6 separate regions of the Mus musculus genome follow, and regions 2, 3, 4, 5 and 6 are each linked to region 1. The links are chromatin contacts, called in public HiChIP or PLAC-seq and capture Hi-C maps. All regions are on one chromosome and are shown on one strand. The core of a region is the stretch at or near the end of the contact, and the rest is flanking DNA. Distances in the headings are between cores, read along the strand shown. Region 1 holds the start of H2-M3 (histocompatibility 2, M region locus 3). Region 2 holds the start of Trim26 (tripartite motif-containing 26). Region 3 holds the start of Trim10 (tripartite motif-containing 10). Region 4 holds the start of Trim31 (tripartite motif-containing 31). Region 5 holds the start of 1700031A10Rik (RIKEN cDNA 1700031A10 gene). Region 6 has its middle 12 kb from the start of Olfr111.

What was found. HiChIP or PLAC-seq counts read pairs in DNA pulled down with a chosen protein or histone mark. Capture Hi-C pulls out chosen DNA fragments and counts their contacts.
Region 2: an H3K27ac HiChIP or PLAC-seq map of thymic regulatory T cells shows a contact between it and region 1, with 7 times the contacts expected there. The contact joins the promoter of Trim26 here to the promoter of H2-M3 in region 1. A contact is called at or near these places in 2 of 39 promoter capture datasets (the 3T3-L1 cell line and hippocampal neurons), 1 of 15 datasets of contacts at CTCF or cohesin (the NIH/3T3 cell line), 8 of 484 Hi-C or Micro-C datasets (CD4 T cells, CD8 T cells, hematopoietic stem and progenitor cells and 2 more), 9 of 115 datasets of contacts at active chromatin or transcription factors (CD4 single positive thymocytes, astrocytes, bone marrow-derived dendritic cells and 5 more) and 3 of 9 other capture datasets (adipose tissue, liver and pancreatic islet).
Region 3: a contact with region 1 is called in a capture Hi-C map of embryonic stem cells, with 2.8 times the contacts expected there. The contact joins the promoter of Trim10 here to the promoter of H2-M3 in region 1. A contact is called at or near these places in 3 of 39 promoter capture datasets (embryonic stem cells, hippocampal neurons and liver), 1 of 15 datasets of contacts at CTCF or cohesin (the NIH/3T3 cell line), 3 of 115 datasets of contacts at active chromatin or transcription factors (bone marrow-derived dendritic cells, embryonic stem cells and pancreatic cancer cells) and 1 of 9 other capture datasets (embryonic stem cells).
Region 4: an H3K27ac HiChIP or PLAC-seq map of bone marrow-derived dendritic cells shows a contact between it and region 1, with 4 times the contacts expected there. The contact joins the promoter of Trim31 here to the promoter of H2-M3 in region 1. A contact is called at or near these places in 3 of 39 promoter capture datasets (embryonic stem cells, hippocampal neurons and liver), 1 of 15 datasets of contacts at CTCF or cohesin (the NIH/3T3 cell line), 4 of 115 datasets of contacts at active chromatin or transcription factors (bone marrow-derived dendritic cells, bone marrow-derived macrophages, large pre-B cells and 1 more) and 2 of 9 other capture datasets (embryonic stem cells and liver).
Region 5: an H3K27ac HiChIP or PLAC-seq map of embryonic stem cells shows a contact between it and region 1, with 3 times the contacts expected there. The contact joins the promoter of 1700031A10Rik here to the promoter of H2-M3 in region 1. A contact is called at or near these places in 1 of 15 datasets of contacts at CTCF or cohesin (the NIH/3T3 cell line), 1 of 115 datasets of contacts at active chromatin or transcription factors (embryonic stem cells) and 2 of 9 other capture datasets (adipose tissue and liver).
Region 6: a contact with region 1 is called in an H3K4me3 HiChIP or PLAC-seq map of bone marrow-derived macrophages, with 2.8 times the contacts expected there. The contact joins the enhancer-like site here to the promoter of H2-M3 in region 1. A contact is called at or near these places in 1 of 484 Hi-C or Micro-C datasets (cerebral cortex), 4 of 115 datasets of contacts at active chromatin or transcription factors (bone marrow-derived dendritic cells, bone marrow-derived macrophages and microglia) and 1 of 9 other capture datasets (macrophages).

The regions. Positions count from the first base shown.
Region 1 is chr17:37,268,848-37,271,759 of GRCm38.p6, reverse strand. It overlaps H2-M3 (histocompatibility 2, M region locus 3), which reads right to left and starts at 1,526. Exons shown (of 8, transcript NM_013819.2): 1 at 1,426-1,526; 2 at 969-1,238; 3 at 487-762. The coding sequence starts at 1,498.
Region 2 is chr17:36,835,631-36,838,542 of GRCm38.p6, reverse strand. Trim26 (tripartite motif-containing 26) reads right to left here and starts at 1,397. Exons shown (of 10, transcript NM_001025599.3): 1 at 1,279-1,397; 2 at 971-1,078.
Region 3 is chr17:36,868,083-36,870,994 of GRCm38.p6, reverse strand. Trim10 (tripartite motif-containing 10) reads right to left here and starts at 1,421. Exons shown (of 7, transcript NM_011280.2): 1 at 688-1,421. The coding sequence starts at 1,116.
Region 4 is chr17:36,896,721-36,899,632 of GRCm38.p6, reverse strand. Trim31 (tripartite motif-containing 31) reads right to left here and starts at 1,503. Exons shown (of 8, transcript NM_146077.2): 1 at 866-1,503. The coding sequence starts at 1,279.
Region 5 is chr17:36,922,384-36,925,295 of GRCm38.p6, reverse strand. It overlaps 1700031A10Rik (RIKEN cDNA 1700031A10 gene), which reads right to left and starts at 1,504. Exons shown (of 3, transcript NR_045439.1): 1 at 1,448-1,504.
Region 6 is chr17:37,540,995-37,543,906 of GRCm38.p6, reverse strand. No RefSeq gene overlaps it. Among named protein-coding and RNA genes, the nearest start is that of Olfr111, 12 kb to the right of the region's middle. Within about 2 kb of position 1,371, at least 1 of the 459 cell types and tissues checked has an H3K27ac peak or open chromatin away from gene starts, as enhancers often do. A contact at or near this core is called in bone marrow-derived macrophages, where this site is marked.

The DNA.
Region 1 (2,912 bases), core at 277-2,776:
ATAAACCCTTTCTTCCCCAACTTGCTTTTGGCCATGGTGTTTCTTTGTAGCAATAGAAGCCCTAAGAGAAAATCTAGTAGGGAGCTTCACATTTCCCATCTCTAGTCCTGATTAGGTTGAGCAGAGACTCACAGCATTAGTGCAGTGTGACTTCCAAAGACATTAGGGGTGTTGAGAGAACCAGACCTGAAAGAGGCCATGGTACACAATGAGCTGCAGACTGAATGGAAGTGGTTGGTTGTGTATCTCAGGGTGTTTTCTCCTTCCATTCTGGGACAGATTCAAATGTTCTGAAAGTAGGGTCAGCCCTGGGGACAGTCACTCTCTGATGTTGGATCAGGAAGGCCAGTACCACTCTTCCTCCTCCTTGTGCAGTATTCCAGCGGATCTGGTATTTCCTCCCTCCCCAGACATCAAGAGCCTCACTTGTATGTTTGAGGGGGTTATCTTTGCTTACTAAAAGTGGTTCCTAGTTGTTCCTCATACCTGCTCGCTGAAGAATCTCCTTGCCATTCCGCAGGAATCTGTGGAGCAGCTCCAGGCACTCTCCCTCCACATAGGCCCTGAAGTACTCTGCTGTGCCAGCTGACTCTAAACGGCTCTTCGTGATCTGAGACACCATGTCCACTGCAGTCCAGGAGCTCAGGTCTTCATTCAGGGTGATGTAATCTGAGCCATCATACGCAGCCTGATAGTGGGCTCCAAGAAGGCGCATGTCTGGCCCTACCTCACAGGAAACCATCCACTGCAGGATGTGAGAGCCTAGCCACAAACAGGGTGTCAGCCTTAGCCACCTCACCCTGCTCCGCCCGCCAACAGGATTTGGACCTAAACTGAAAGTGAAACCGGTTAAAGGTTTCTGAGAGCTCTGAAGCCCAACTCCAAACATCTAACCTGGCACCCAGGGCTACTCTGGTTTGGCAGTAGACAGACAGGAAGGAGTCTGACCCAGGCTTAGGGTCACTCACCGCCTTCACTCTGGTTGTAGTAGCGGAGCAGGGTCCGAAGGTTTGCTCTGGCACTTTGTGCAATATTCTTGACCTTGAGTTTCAGCTCCTTCCAGTACTCTGGTCTTTCCTTCTCCATCCAAGGTGCACGAGGTTCCATCCTCGGAATTTCCTCAATGCTATCACAGCGCTGAAACTGCACGTCGTCAACATAGCCCACAGAGATATACTGGGGCTCCCCACGGCCCGGCCGTGACACCGCAGTGTGGAAATAGCGCAGTGAATGTGAGCCTGGGGGCGAGGCAGGGTAACTTCAGAACTCTTCCCTGATAACCCCGGGCCAGTGAACAAGCATTGGGTTGGGGGTGGGGCAGGGAGCGGAACTCAGGTCCCGGCAGAAAAGGGATCCCCGAGCACCTGGTCCCGATGCCGTGATCCTCTCTTTAGAGGTTATTTACTTCCCGACCCCTGAACTCACCAGAACCTGTTTGGGTAACAGCCAAAGAGACCACCACCATGTGCAGGAGAGCGCGGTTGCTTGAGGACCCCATCCTTCCCGTGGTAGCCCTGATTAGATTCGCTAAGTACACGCCAACCAATTAGAATGGGAATTGGAGAAGCGTCATCAGTATCCGGGCAAAAGTACCCGACAAAGTTTACAGAGTTACAGAGAAGTGAAACCTCAGAGGAAATGGGGGAATCTCCAATGCTGGGTTAAACCTGGAAACTGGGCTTGGATTTGATCTCTGTTCTCCTACACTGAGTACTTAATGTCACGTTTCCTAGAACATTTTTAATATTCTAGGATCAGTATGTTCTCTAAAACAAACAAAACGGTTTTTTTTTCGTTTTGTTTTATGTGTACTGATGTTTTGCTTATATTTATGTATGTGCACCTCATGAATGCCTGGTGACAGCAGAGGCTAGAAGTGGGCATCTGACACCCTGGAACTTGTGATACTGGTCCTATCAATTGCCACATGAGTTCTGGAAATAAGACCCAGGCAAACTCCATGGATAAGTTTTATGAGTTAGGTCTACCAATAATTATCACTTGGGGTGCACACTTATAAACCCAGTCTCCAGGACATATAGGATTTTGGAAGGAGTTCAAGGTTGTCTTCAGCTAGGGAGTTCAGTAACACAGTGAGATGAGGAGCTCTGGTAAGAAATGTTCCAAGAGGTCTTATGGTCAAACCTTTTAGTTATTAGGAGTGGAAGCCCCTGAGTTTTTCTTGTTTGCAAGCTCTAAAGTCCTCCCATCCCACTGGGGATCCAAGCAAGAGTTCTTGGAATCAGTGTAGGCACAGGAAACTGACTTGGATGCAGATTCATTAACACAGTTGGCAATTTGGGAAATAGCTCTGGCAGATAGAAAACAAGGACAATATTTAAACAAAAATATTGAGATAAAGACTAATGAATCTAAAGTTGATTTTAGCAGTTTGATGGTTTGCCATAGACAATATGATTACTCAATTTTCACTCAGAAATCATATTAGTCACAAATGTCATAAATGAACTGTTTAGATGGTATGCTGTATTTCAATAGGCCCACTTGCTGTATATAAACAGCAGTCCCTACAGGTAAATTAGCCAAACTCTCACCCCTATTGCTCAATTTCCATGTTGTTTTGTCTTGTTTTATATTTTGAGACAGGGTTTCTTAGTCCTATCTGTCCTGGACTCAATTGGTAGTTGATGTGGCCTTGAACTCACAGAGATCCTCCTGCCTCTGCCTCCTGAGTGTTGGGGTCAAAGGTGTGCAATGCCATGCCTGGTTCAGACTCCATGTTTGATCACAAATGATCCACGGTGTCAGTAGAACTCAGCTTAAAGCTCGTCATTTTAATTTGCAGTATATTACTCTAAGTTTCATGACTTTCTGCATTCACTATATGTTGGATTTCTCAAGAACTGCTGTGGCGCTGCCCCACCTTTGATATTATTGCCACCCTTTCCTCT
Region 2 (2,912 bases), core at 148-2,647, 430 kb after region 1:
ACATAAGTGTCTCTGAAAACTCTGAAACCAAATCTAAAAACCAATGCAGTGCAGCAACCTGGGTGAGAATATGGAGGGATAAGGTGAAAAGGAAAAGGTGAATAAATATAGTGTGTGGACTTTGGCCAATAATAATGTGTTATTTGTCAATGAAAGGAAATCAGTTGGGAGTTATAGACACTTCACACACTGTTTTCTCAATTTTTTCTGTAAATGTACAACTGTTCTAAAAAAAATTAAGTGTATTCAAAAGTGTGGGCAGATGCCTGTAATCTCTGTAATCGAAGCACTCGAGGCAGGAGGCTAACCTGGGCTGCCATGGTCAGTTTCAGACCATTTTGGATACATGGAGACACCCTGTCGTTGTCATCACCATCGTCATCATTATCAAATTTAAAAGTTGCAGTTTTAAAGGCATTAATGAAAGCTTTCTTTTAGAAAAATATGGGTTTGTTTGTTTGTTTGTTTTAACTTGGGAGGAATACTCTAGGCATCATGAATCCATCTCACTAACAAGGGGTTCAGGCATGCATGAACGAGCGCATGTCATTCTTCCCTTCTTTGAAACACACACAAATGGTTGTGTTGTCAAAATCTGGAATGTACGGGGAATTGTTAAGTGTCTCCTCCTATTCACTTCCCAAAGTTAAATTCATACATTTCTTTTCTTTTCTTTTTTTTTTTTTTGGGTGGGGGTGGGGGTGGGGGTCAAGACAGGGGCTCTCTTTGTAGCCCTGGTTATCCTAGAATTCATTTAGTCTGTAAACCAGACTGGCCTCTAACTCCCAAGCACTGGGTGTAAAGGCGTGCACCAGTCCACAGCCAGGTTTATACTTTCTTTTCCTAAGCTAATTAGGTAGTAAAATCATCAGTGATAACGAACGCACAGCTCTTGGTACAACTAGCTAAACCAGTTTACTCTGAGGATAAATAAATAAAAAAAAAATAAACAGATACATAAATATAAGACCTGCTTCTGGTCATGCAGGGCTCCAAGCCACCAGGTGGAACGTCATCCGGGTCCCGCTCACTTCTGGCTCTGGGGACTGGAAGAGACTGAAGTAAGTCTGGGTTGGACCTGAGGAGGAAGGAACACGGCGAGCTCAGGGCGAAAGGCCCAAAGGCGAGCCGGGGACGCGGCGCTCACGCGAGCTCGCCGTCCCGCGCGCCCGGGCCTGGTTAGCCCTGCCCAGGGCCCGCGGCCGCCTTCGCTGTCCCCACCCGGGTCGCACGGCGGCCGCTCCTCCGCGTCTCCTCACCAGTGCAAACCGCACTCACCCGCGCCGCTCTCCGGGCCGGGTCACTCCTCTCCCTGGAGCTGCTCCGCGGGGTAGGTCCTGAGCAAGCAGCCGGCACCACAGTCTCCCCGCCCAGCAGTCTCCGGGAGCTCCGGGCCCTCCGCCGAGATTTCTCTGGGACCAGCCCTGGGATTGGCTCTTGCCAAACTCCATCCTCCAATGGGAACTTCAGGATTCTTGACGTCACTGATCACTGGGCAAATCCCCAGGCAGCGGCCAAAGAGGTGAAGCGGCCGGGCCCGAGAAAAGGAAAGTGAAATCGGAAGCGGCCAGTGCGTCACGGTTGTCTTCCAGCTGCTGAGGTCGCGCGAGGCCTCGTGTAGGTTAGGGTGCTGAAGCCCCCATAGCTTTCGAGACCCCATTTCTGATTCCCTGCGGTTAGGGGTGGGCTGGGGTGTCTGCAAGGGCTGGGTTTTAGATGGGGTTTCCTCCTCAGGGCCTGCCTCTAACTAAGATCAGACCAGTCTATCAAGTTTTTCCAAGATCCATCACAAATATCATTTTCGAAGCTCCTGGCTAGGATGAACCATTTTTGACAACTAGCCTTCCTTACACAAGGCAGGTGCTGTTCCTGCTGTACAGAACAAAGTAAACACACATACACATTCCACACTCCACCCCACACCACAGTGATAGTTCAGTGGGTAAAGATGCTTGCCACCAAATCAGATGACTGGCTTTCAAATCCCATATCCCCCACATGATGGGACATGAGAACATCTATTCTGGTTGTCCTCTAAGCTCCACAAGCACATGCACTCTCCACCTACGCTAAATAAATAAATGCAAAACATTTAAAGATCCTGGCGCTAGGGAAACCGAGGCATTAGAGTTCAATACCAGCCTGGGCTACGAAGGGGGAATTTGTTGAAAACTGAGAAAAACTACAGAACCTGCAATATCTGGTACTGAGGCCCTCTACAGGAGCTTTGAGAGCCTCCTGCAGCTCCACAGCCAAGGACTCGACCACGCCCACTAGCCTGAAAGCCCTTTTTGCACACAGCTTTCTGCTCTGCAGGAAATCCACAGTTCCTGCTACTTCCAAAGAAGTAGTCCGAGCTGCAGGAGGGCTCCGAGTCCTAAGTCCTAACATTTCACCAACATATGGGGAGTGCTTTTGAGTTTCCTGTGAGCTGTTGTAGGGGGTGGAGCGGAGTTCTGGATGCCTGTGCTCTGGACTTTGATCTCAGCACACCCTAAAATCACTAGATACCTGCTCTTTCAGTTGATATTGGGGGTGGGAGCTTTGTTTTGTTTTGTTTAGAGACAGAGTCTCACTATGTAGCTCTGGCTGTCCTGGAACTCGCTCTGTAGACCAGGCTGCCCATATTCAGTACCGGTTCTTCCCACTCTGCCTGCGTTTCCCTTATATCTACAATAAAAATCTTCTCCATACTTAAGGAATAGTCACAGGGAGTACCTCAACGATGGTCAGAGCCAAGGAATGCTGCCAAAAAAAAAAAAAATCATATTACACAACAGAGCTCATGAAAAAGATTTATTGGAAGTGGAGTGAGAAGCAGGGCAGGCTGTGATGGTGCAGGCTTTATAATATGGGGTATGGAACATGCATATAGTGAAAATGCAGGACAGTGGCGAAAGTGAAAAAAAAGC
Region 3 (2,912 bases), core at 172-2,671, 400 kb after region 1:
TTAGCATGCACAGGACTCCTAACCCTGCATCAAACGAGTGTGGCAGCATATGCCTATAATCCCTTCATCCAGGGGTAGAACTAGAAGAATCAGAAATTCAAGGTCATCCTAGGCTATATAATTAGTCTGAGGCAAGCTGGTCTCACTATGAAAAGATCACTAATAAATTGCTACATCATACATACAAATGCCTGCTCATAACAAAATATGGTATAAAAGCAACTAAAACCAGCAATGCACTCACTTAATGGAAAATAAAAAAGTATATGCCACAAATATTCACCCAACCAGCCCATTCAGTTACACGCTTCAAACAGAACACACTCAGACCATCCCTCCACAAACAAGGCGTTCACTCTTGTACATAAACAAGCACTGTCATTCCCTAAAATCCAAACTTCAAGCACACTTAACTGATACAGGACACACACACACGTTTGATGGTTCATCCGTTCAGAAAGGATTTACTATGGTCCACAAGGAAACAACATAGAACTCTTAATTATAACTCCGTGCTTCTCTGTGCTTCAGTATGTGCCTGGCTGATCAAATAAGGTAAAAAAAATTGGAGTCCGGATGCTCCTTCCAGCCCAGAATCCACACCACCTTTCTACTTCCCTTAGTCCAATCCAGCTCTCTCAAGGGTGCCCCAGAGCCCCTTCCTACCCTGTAGGGATCCTCTCCTACCCTGTAGGGACCTGCTGCGTCCTCCAGGAAGCGCACAGTGTGAGCCCCATGCTGTCCGGTTTCGCGGCATACCACACACAACTGTGCCTCATCCTCCTCGCAAAAGAAGTAGATTTTCTCCCCGTGTTCCGGACAGGCATCCTCCACCTCCAGGCCTCGCGTGGACGCCAGCTGAAGGCGCTCGATGTTCTCCACCACATTGGCCAGCTGCCAGTTGGGCCGGAAGCTCCCTGGGCGGAAGGGCTCTTTGCAGAGCGGGCAGCTGAGGGACTCCTCTGATTCTGGACCTGGGATCTCGCAGTAGCGAGTGAGGCAGCCACGACAGAAGTTGTGGCCACAGTCAATGGTGACTGGCTCCCTCAGGGTGCCTTGGCAGATGGGGCAGTTGACCTCATCTGCCAGGCTAGTCACAGAAGGAGCTGAGGCCATGTCAATCCTACCAGGCCTTCTGACGCTGGAAGTCACCGTCTCTGCTCACCCTCCACACCCACATCAGGCCTGAACACCAACATAGTCACCCACACTGGGACAAGGGACCCAGTTACATCTCTGGCACCAGAGCCCCTTGTCCTGCTCTCCCAGGAGCAGACACACTCCTGCCAACAGCATAGGTGAAGAAATAGAGGAGGAAGGCCCAGGGGCTCAAAGCACCATAAGTTAACTCTCTGGACCAGTTCCCATGGCCTGGAGCTCACTGCAACTTTCTGTCCACCCGAAGCTGCTCACAGTCTCTCAGCAGACCACTGTTGAAAGAGATCTTTTCTTCAGGGGCAGGGAGGAGCTTGACTCACAGCTACTGCCACCCCAGCTCTTAAACATAGCCACCTGTCTCCAGGGAGATTGGAGGTATCAGCCAGTACAAGGCTAGTGGCCAGGGGAGTGTGGGGACTCAGATAAGGCTCTTGAGCTGGGGTGTGCACAGCACAAGGAACTGTGGTGATGCCTCCATGGTCCTATAACAGGCTTTAAAAGAGGGCCGAGAGAAGGGAAAAAAAAAACAAAAACAACAACAACAACAACAACAACAAAAAACGTATGAGGGAGGAAAAATAGAGCCAGCATTATTTATTTATTTATTTATTTATTTATTTATTTATTACCATGACTACATATCTCCCACTGATAGACGGAAGCACTTTAAACAGTTTTTTTTTTTTTTTTTTAATTCCACCTTGGCTCTATCACATCCTGCTGTTTGGACCTCCATTTTGCAAGCTCCTCCAGGTTCCCTCCACTCATCCAAGGGGAACCAACAGAGTGCAGGTGACTGTGATCTATCTGCAAGTCAAAGCTATGTGTCTTCCAGGAGATTCAGTCTACCAGAAACCCAAAGGACAAACAGACATGGTGGCACATGCCTGTGATCTCAGCACCTGTTATCCAGAGATGGGAGAATCAGGAGTCCTCAAGACCAGCCTCTGCTTGTATAGCAGCTCAGAGGCCAGTCTGAGCTACGTGAAATGTGTCTTGAGGAAAAAAACAATCAGTGAAAGTCACATATATGCAATGTAAATGTTTCTGGTTGCCAATATGAGCTGGGCCCCAATGGAACAGAATTATATATAAAGGGACATTATTGGGAAACCGGGTATTTTGAATACTGACAGTAAACTCACTAATAGATTGCTAAAGTTCTTTAAATTATATAGTTTTTATTATTACTGTGTATATGTGTGTATGTGTGTGCATGTGTAGGTGTGTGTGCATGTGTATATATGTGTGTGCATGTGTGCATGTGTAGGTGTGTGTGTGTGTGTGCGCGCGCTTGCGCGCTCGTATTCTGGCATAAATGTAGAAATCAAAGGACAACTTTGTGGAGTGAGTTCTTGCCTTCAACCATGTTGGTCCCAGGGCTAGAACTCAGGTCTTTGGCTTGGCAGCAGTTGCTTTTACCTGATGCGGCATCACACCGGCCCATGTTAAATTTTTTAATGACACCGTGGTTGTGTGGATGAATTCCTCACTCTGAGGAGATATATGTTGTATTTATGGAAGAGAGAGCAGATGGCCCAATACTTACAAAATTCAAAAATGCACAAAGGCATTCATGCCACTATTTCTCCACACTATCAATAAATTTGAATGTTTCTCATAATAAGGGTGAGAAAAATATTATAAGACAAAAAGTAAATATTAGTAGTATATTTAAGTTAGTCCAATGTTTCCAAAAATATTTTTGAGCATAGAGTCAACATGAAATACTAGCGATATATCACATGTCTCTG
Region 4 (2,912 bases), core at 254-2,753, 370 kb after region 1:
CACAGAGAGGCAGGGCCAGGACCAACCAGGGGATGGAGCTCTGTGGTAGAAGAGCACTGGCTTATCTGGATGTCTCAGGCTCTGCTTTGTAAGTTAGCAGTGGCTGGACTTGAATGAGACCTTCTGAGTTAAAATTTGCACTTAACAAAGAGCACACATGAGCTGGCCCATAGTCCCCACTACATATGTATCAAAGAACCACCGTGTCTGGCCTCAGTGGAAGGGGATGCGTTTGGTCTTATGGAGGCTTGATACCCCAGAGATGGGGGATGCTAGAGGGGTGAAGTGGGAATGGGTAGGGGGCATTACCCTCTTAAAGGCAAAAAGAAAGGGTGGGATAGGGTGGAAAGATCATGGAGGGGAACCAGAAAGGGTAATGTTTGAAATGTAAATAAAAAAAATAATTAATAAAAAATTATGTTTAAAAATTAGTACATTATTAATTGTGTGTGCAAGTTCAGCAGAGTGCTATGGTGTGTGTGTGTGTGTGTGTGTGTGTGTGTGTGTGTGTGTCTGTGTTTATGTGTATGAAGACAACTTTCAAGGGTGAGTTCTCTCCTTTTATTTTGCATGTCCCAGGGATCAAACCAATTTTCTCCTTCTACTATGTGGGTCCTTATGGTCAAGACAGGCACTTTTACCCTCTGGGTCATTTCGCCTGCCCCTAGAGTACTATTCTGATTCTTCGTCTTGCTTTGGTTACAGACTGGCATTTTCTAGAACTCAATTCTTTGAGCCCACTGGACCTGGCTATAAATGGCCAACTCAAGTACAAAGAGTACAGCAATGGGTGTCAATCAACTGGGGCCTCCCCAGTGAACTCTACTCTGCTGGGCTGGGGGCAGAGAAGGGCCCAGGTGCCTACCTTGTAGTTCTGGGCAGCCTCATCTATCAAGGTGACATTGTGAGACTTGTGGTCCTTGGAGTCACGACACACCACACAGAGGAATGCCCCATCCTGCTCGCAGAAGTAATGTAGCTTTTCCTTGTGCCTCTGACATCTTGAGTCTTCCTTTTCTGCTTGGATGTCAGCAGGATCCATACTTTGGATCTTCTCTGCAAGACTAGCCAGCAGCTTATTGGGCCTGAACGTATTCTTATTCACAGAGAGTTTGCAGAGAGGACATTGGATCTTTTCTGACGTTTTTCCAACCTGACTGATACACTGCAGGCAGAAGTTGTGCCCACAGTCAATGGTGACAGGATCTTGTAGAATTTCCATGCAGATGGGGCAGGTCACCTCCTCCTGCAGTTGGCAGGCCAGAGGTTGGCCTGCCATGATGGAACAGCAGGGCTAATCTGAGATGTGAAAGTACAGAAATCCAAGGCCTGGTGCTTGTAAGAGAGAAGGAAGCAGGAGGCAGAGGTTGAAGAGTATCTCAGGGAGAGGATTAGAGGAGAATGAGGGAAGGGGGGGTTAAATAAATAATGACAGAAAAGAGTCAGCGATAAATGGGGAATATTCTAAAGAGAAGAAAACAGATGGTCAGTCCTCTCTCCCTGTCTCTCAAGAACAGAAACCGAGAGTGCCTGCTGCCTATAAAGTAGAGCAAGACTTCCTGGACCTTGAACTAATTAAACATATCTTTCTGAAGCAGATTCAGAGAACAGAAAGACGAAGTGACAAAGTCCACTCAGGTGTAATTGGGGAGTGGAACTGATCGCTGGCAGCCCCAGGAAGGCTTGTTACCACCCCAGCAGATCTCTCACTCCCAGACCCTGCCTTCTGTTGGGTATTCCTTCCTGTCTCTGGTACCCCAGCATCTTTGAGTCATCCTTTGTTCTGTTTGGCCTGTCTGTTACTTCCTCTGTCTCTGTACTTCTCAGATTCCCCACCTACCCACACACACACACATCAGCTTGCCTGACCTGTGGACTTTAGCTTGACAAGGAAAGTATCAGCCAGGGTCACCGACATTTCCATTAGTAGCTCAACACTTCTTAACCCTTCCTCTTGCTCTTTTGTGCCCAGGAAGACGGTGCTCCCTCCTTCCTCCCTCTCCATCCCCACTAACCTCTCCTCTCTTCTGTTCTGTCATTAAAACCCAAACTGTTAATTTTTAAATAAAAATGTTTTAGATTTGTGTATTTTAATTTTACTCACATGAAAGTTTTGCCTGCACACACACACGCACACACACACACACAGAGTTAGTATTAATTGTATGCAAATGGTATGGGACCACCCACTGGAGCATAGGCCACTACAATGCCACAACCCCAGAAACTATCAATTGCCAATAGCTCCTCAGTGTGAGGTGGGGCCATATGAACCCTTTCCTATTTAGGTTGGAAAGTTGACTGGCCTGGTCTTATACAGGCAACCAATGTGTTCATAGGGCAAGGCCATTGGCAGGTCACACAGGGTGTGGAGGATTTTATGGCTATAGCCCCAACAATAGTTCCTTGTCATTTGCCAGGGACAGTCTTGGCTTTACCTTTGTCCCCTCATAAATGTCAACAGCCCTTCCTTTCATTCTCAAAAGTATCCACTCATATTATAGAGGTTACTTTGATTACAGCAACTACTGAAAGCTGAACACTTTCAGAAATACTACACCTACACTTCTCAGCCTTTTGGCTAAGATCAAGTGTAGAAATACCAGACCTCAGGCCTGTCTATTTCATTCACTTTAAGGTTGAATTAAAGCAAATATTTTTGTAAGGTTTTATAACTTGCATTCATACTCAGCTGTCAGATCTAGAGGTAAAATTTAATTTATTTTAAATTAAATCATTTCTTTGATTTAAAAAATTTATCTTCAGTATTGCTATTAGTAATTTTTTTATGTGTATAGGTATTTTGCCTGGATGTGTCTGTGAACCACATGCAATACTCATGGAAGCCAGAAGAGGGCATCTGGGTCTCCTGGAGTTGGAGTTACAGAGAGTTGTGAGCTGCCCCTTGGTCA
Region 5 (2,912 bases), core at 255-2,754, 350 kb after region 1:
GGAGTCCACCATGGTAGAGAAAGCCCTGCCTAGGAGTTCATAGTGGAAGGAATATATATGGCTGCGACTCCTCTTGGCCGACTGGAAAGCAGAGAAGGTGGAACACTTTTGCTCAGCTGGCTTTCTTCTTTAATCCTTTTTATTCAACCCAGGACCACCACCCACATTAAGTGTGGATTTTTTTTCTTCAATGTAACTTACTTTAGTCTTTTAAAGATTTATTTTTATCTATGTATCTGTGTCTCTGTGTGTAGATGACATATGTATGTTAGTGCCCGAGGGGTCCAGAAGATATTGAGTCCTCTGGAGCTGGTATTATAGGTAATTGTGAGCTTCCTGACATGGTTACTAGGAACTTAACTGGGGTCTCCTGGTAAAACAGAACATGCTTTTAACTGTTTAAACTCTTCATTTCTATTTTAATAAAAAATAATTACTCTGTGTGTGTACATACCTATGCCTGTATCCATATATGTAAGTGTATATGTAAGTGGAAATAAGAGGTAGAAGTCCCATATTGTCCTCAGTTGCTCAACATTGTTTTTTGAAATGGTGTCTATCACTGAATCTCGAGCTTACTGATCAGCCTGACAGGATAGCCAGTAAGTCCCCAGGATTCTCCTGGCAGTATCTCCCTGTACTGGGATTACAAGTTCAGATAGCTTTCTCAGCTGCTCGCATAAGTTCTAGAGCTCCATACTCAGGTCCTCAGGTTTGTATGGCATACATGTAAGCCAAACACTCATTCATTTAAACATAACTTTAAGAAGGAAGAGGAGGAGGAGGAGAAAAGAAAGGCATGGTAACACATGCCTTTAATCCCAGTAATCAGGAAGCAGAGGCAGGCAAATTTCTGTGAACTGGATGCCGGCCTGGTCTACGTAATGAGCTCCAAGACAGTCAGGGCTACATAGAAAGATCTTGTTTCAAAATACAAAGGTGGAGGCATGATGACACACACCTGAAAGTTTTGCACCCAGAATACAGAAAGATTGCCACAAGCTGGAGGCCAGTCTGATCTATATAGTAAGTTCATGCCAGCCAAGGCTACACAAGACTCTCTCTCAAAAGCAATTACAACAGGAAAAAAAAAAAAGAAAAAAAAAAAAAGAAAAAAGAGAGAAAGAAAAGAAAAGCAAAAAGAGAAAAGGACAAAGTTGGGAGGTCAGAACAGAACTGAGGGAACATGGGGAGGAAAGGAAGTGTCTCATATTTGTTCCAAATCTCTTTTTGTATTTCTCTGTCCGATAGTCAAGAATCAGAGCCCATCTGATAAAATTAGGCTGCCGTTACTATACCTATAGAGAACCAGGCTGCCGTTACTACACCTATAGAACTAGTATTCTTTTTTCTGACGTCTTGAACAAGCATGTTAAAGACATCTAATACTCCCGATTAAAGCCAAAAGTGACCTTCAGCTTAACTTTATCATCACTTTTCTTTATACCTGGAACGAACTAGCTGGCCCAGCATGGTGGTAGTCTAAAGGGACCGACCCCACTTCCAGGTTTGAAAACTTACCAAACCCACCAATCCCTGAGCTCAAAATCCCACCAATCCCTGGGCTTGGCTTGAAATCTCACCAATCTCCACCCCGAATTTCTCTGCCCAGGAAGTCTGGCTCCTGCTCCATTCCGTACCCTGACAGTGACAACCAACCTCTTGTAGCTCTCAATAAATCTTTGTGAGGTTTGTTGTGTGGTGTATCTTGGCTCCTGACTGCCTTTCCCTTTAGAGCTGCAACATGTACATGGGGGGGGGGCTCCCCCTCAGAGCTGCAGCATTTCCATTGTGGTAGCCCTCCCCCTAGAGCTACAACATCTCCATCTTTTCCCTCAGAGCAGTAACACTTAAAGTGTTGGCACACACTGTAATCACAGCACTTGGAAGTCGGGGACAGGGAAAATCAGGAGTTCCAGGGCACCCTGAGCTACGTGAGAACCAGACTAAAGAAAAAAAAAAATCAGCTAGAGTGAGATGGCTCGGTGGTGAAGAGAGCATACTGCTCTTGCAGAGAACTTCTGTTTGGTTCCCAGTATCCACATCAGGCAGTTTATAACCACCCATAGCTGCGCCATGAATTTTGATGCTTTTTGGCCTCTGCAGGTACCTGTACTCACGATTACACGCCCACACAGACATACACAGACACATAATTAAAAACAAACCTTAAAAATAAAACTTGTTGGGATAAACAATGTACTTCGTAATGCAGCTCATGGTTTCGTTTACAGAATTGCTTATGAGAAATAAGTAAAGGGGATCATTGAAACGGTTTGCTGGAGTATAGGCATTTGGAACCGGATGACCTGAGTCTGATTCCCAGAATCCACATGGTGGAAGGAGGAAACTGACTCCTCAGAGGTGTCCTCTGACCCCTGTGCAAGCACAGTGGTATGCAATTGAACTGCCACATACCTAAGTAAATAAATACCTGTAAAAACTAGTAAAAGGGAAATGAGTGAATTACATCATTTTTAAAACTTAATTTTAAAACTTTGCTTGACCTTTGGACCTGGTTGAAAATTATATCCTTTGAGCAATGTAACTTCAAAAGCCACAAAATCATGCATACAGCCATTGTTCAGACAGCTAGGCGTGTCTCTTAATGGCTGCACTTAAAATCTAAAGCATTACTCTTTCTTAATAAATCCCAGCCCTGCTTCATGCTGGCTCATCATCAAATTCTTTTTTGTGGTGTGATCAAGATCCCAGCTTCACATTCACGAAGGCCCTTAAGAGGGGACCTCCACAGGGTACAGGTTATACAGGGAGGCCCTTGACAAAATGAATTGGGAACAGGGAATCAAGAACAGACCTGGGCAGGGGAACTAGGTCACTTCAGGTCTTACAATGTCTGTGGGAATTCTGGGCATTGTGTTCCTCATGGAGCCCAGCACTTGACTCTCTTC
Region 6 (2,912 bases), core at 122-2,621, 270 kb before region 1:
CTTTAAACTAGAATGAAGGATTCAAATTCCAAATTGTTTAATTCTTTGTTTTGTGTTTAAATAGGTTAAATTAAAATAATGATATTAATGTAATAATATAATAAAATATTTCTAGTAGATTTATTCAGTCTTGTAATTTTTAAATATTTCATTATGCAATGATCAGTATTGCATAATGGTTATGGTTAATTAGTGGTAGTGTATGTCCTTAATCCAGCACTCAAGTGGCAGAGGCAGGCAGATCTTTGAGTTTAAGGCCATCCTGGTCTACAGAGAGAGTTCCAGGACAACCAGAGTTACACAGAAAAACCCTGCCTCAAAAACAAAACTAAACTAAAAACAAACAAACAAAAAACCCAAGCCAATAATCTCTGTTTTTAACTTTCAATATAAAGTAGTTGAAATGCTACACATTTATATTAAAAGCAATTCTTATGCTCTAAAGCAGGAATTCAGAAGCCAAAATGTGTAGTACAAATAAAGAGTACAGAATTTTAATAAAATTGTGTGCATATAGACAATGTCTCCCCACTCATTAGGAATGTGACCAAAAGAAACAACTCTGGCCTGGGTAACAATTCTAGAATGCAACTGTTTATCAGTAATGATTAGAGTTGCAGGACCTCCCTGCTGCTATGAATGTTAAATGGGTTGACATATGAACTAGCCATATTAAGAAGAATCACAAACAATAAACCTTCTAGAAGTAGCTGTCATAAGTCAGTTAACACAATAACCATGTGTTATTTTCCAAAATTACTTTAAAGTACTTTTGCTCTTTATTTTCCTTTTCAATTAGTTCATTTTACAAAAAGAAAGCCATTACAGAAATTGTGCTGGGATTTAGTTATATTTTATCCAACTGAAAACCCATGTCTTCCATCTGCCAGACTAATCAGGGTATGTGTTCAGGGCCTATTTTCATAGCTGTTTATGTGGCCAGTGATCTCAAAGATCACTGGATTTAAAACAGGATGGGAAACTACATCTGAGAAAAATAACCACTGGCTATTTTATTTCATTTAAAGTTTTAAAATATAAAAGCATAGGCTCTAATTACTGGTAACACAATTACACTTCGTCTAACTATTTCACAGTAAGCAGGTATAAATCCTGAGCAACCTAAAGAACATGCTTGAGCAAGTTGGAAAGTGTACATGAGCAGCCAAATCGAGGAAAACCACAAGAGTTTAAAGAACCACCAGAGGTTTCCATTGTCTCTCACACTAAGATCTAACACAACCAGAATGACAATAATATCATAGCTAGCTCTACAGCAGAGGGAGAGTCAACTCTAGAAAGAGACCTCTAACTCCAAACCTGAAAAGCAATTCTTATACTCTAAAGCAGGAAGTCAGAAGGCAAAATGTGTTTCTGCAATGGTTTTGAAACAGAACCAGGGTACAAATGAGTGTGCATGTGAGACAGTGGGTATTTTAGGATATTGGCTCACTTGATTATGGAGATTCTCAAGTTCAAAGCCACAGAGCAATAAACAAGAGACCCAAAAAGGAGATGATATTGCAAGACATGTCCAAAGACTCTCAGGCTGACCACCAAGAGAAAAGGATATTGTTAGCATTTAGTCTAGGCTCTGCCCCACAGTTACCTAGCAACAGCCAGGTAGGCCTGACTCACTATAAAAGGTGATGCATGCCCCCTCCTCTTTCTCTTGCTCTCTTGTTCTTGTTCTCTCATCTTCCTTTTTCTCTTGATCTCTTGCTCTTGCTCTCTCATCTTGCTACTGCTTCCCCTCTCTCTCCAGGAGCTCATGGCCTGCCTTTATGCTTCAATTCGTTCTCTCTCTCTCTCTCTCTCTCTCTCTCTCTCTCTCTCTCTCTCTCTCTCTCTCTCTCTTTCTGTGCCTTTCTCTCAACTCTTCTCTCCATCCCTGGAATAAACTCTATTTTATACTGTACTGTCTATTCTATACTATATTACGTGACTATTCCCTCGGGGAAAGGGAAGCCCCAGCAGGGCCCCCGCAGGGGCACCCACTCCCCCACACCTTACCAGGCCTCCACCAAACATATGTCTTCCTTCCCTATCTTTTTATAAAACACAACAGGCATTATGATTCAAATCTCATTATATTCTTCACTTATGGTTTATTGTTGTTTTGTTGTTTTGTTTCCATGCCCATCCAATTTCATGGTAGCAGAAGCATGGGTTTAAGTGGGAACAGTACTAAAGGAGCAGAAGCTATGAATTCAAGCTATAGAGCTACATTTCCATTAGAACAGAGCAAAACAAAGCATAGCCTCTCCTCTCTCCCTCTATCTCCCCTATACACAGAGTGATATTATTTCTGCCCATTTCTCATCATGGGTGGTCTTTCCTTCATCTATAATCTTCTTAAATTTCTTTTATTCAGTGTTTTAAAGCTTTCTTTGTCTACCTCCTTTGTTAGGTTTATTAACATATTTTGTGAGAGAAGTGGGTAAGCAAATGTTCTCCAGCACAATAAACCAGCAAACTCATAATGCTATTACGAATTAAAAGAATGGAAAATAATGCAAAAAAAAAAGAAAAGAAAAGAAAAAGAAAAAGAAAAAAGAAAAAAAAAAGAAAAAAACACAAAAAAACTAGCAAAATTAAAGGAATTAGTAAACATCTCTAATAATAACTCTAATTATAGTTTGCCTTAGGTCTTCAATTAAAAGATGCAGACTAGGTGACTACATTAAGAAATAAGATCCACAGGGTAGAAGGAGAAGATAGATGGTGGCAGTCGTGAATCAGCATGGCTATGACCAACCACAGGTTGTTATGATATCATAAAGGTTAGAATAATGGGATAAACTTTTTCAAAATCAATTTGCTCTGAAATTATTGTATTGGCATCAATACAATAAATTGTTATTTTAATGATACATAAATCTTATTGGTTAACTAAGCTTTAAGAGTCTTGA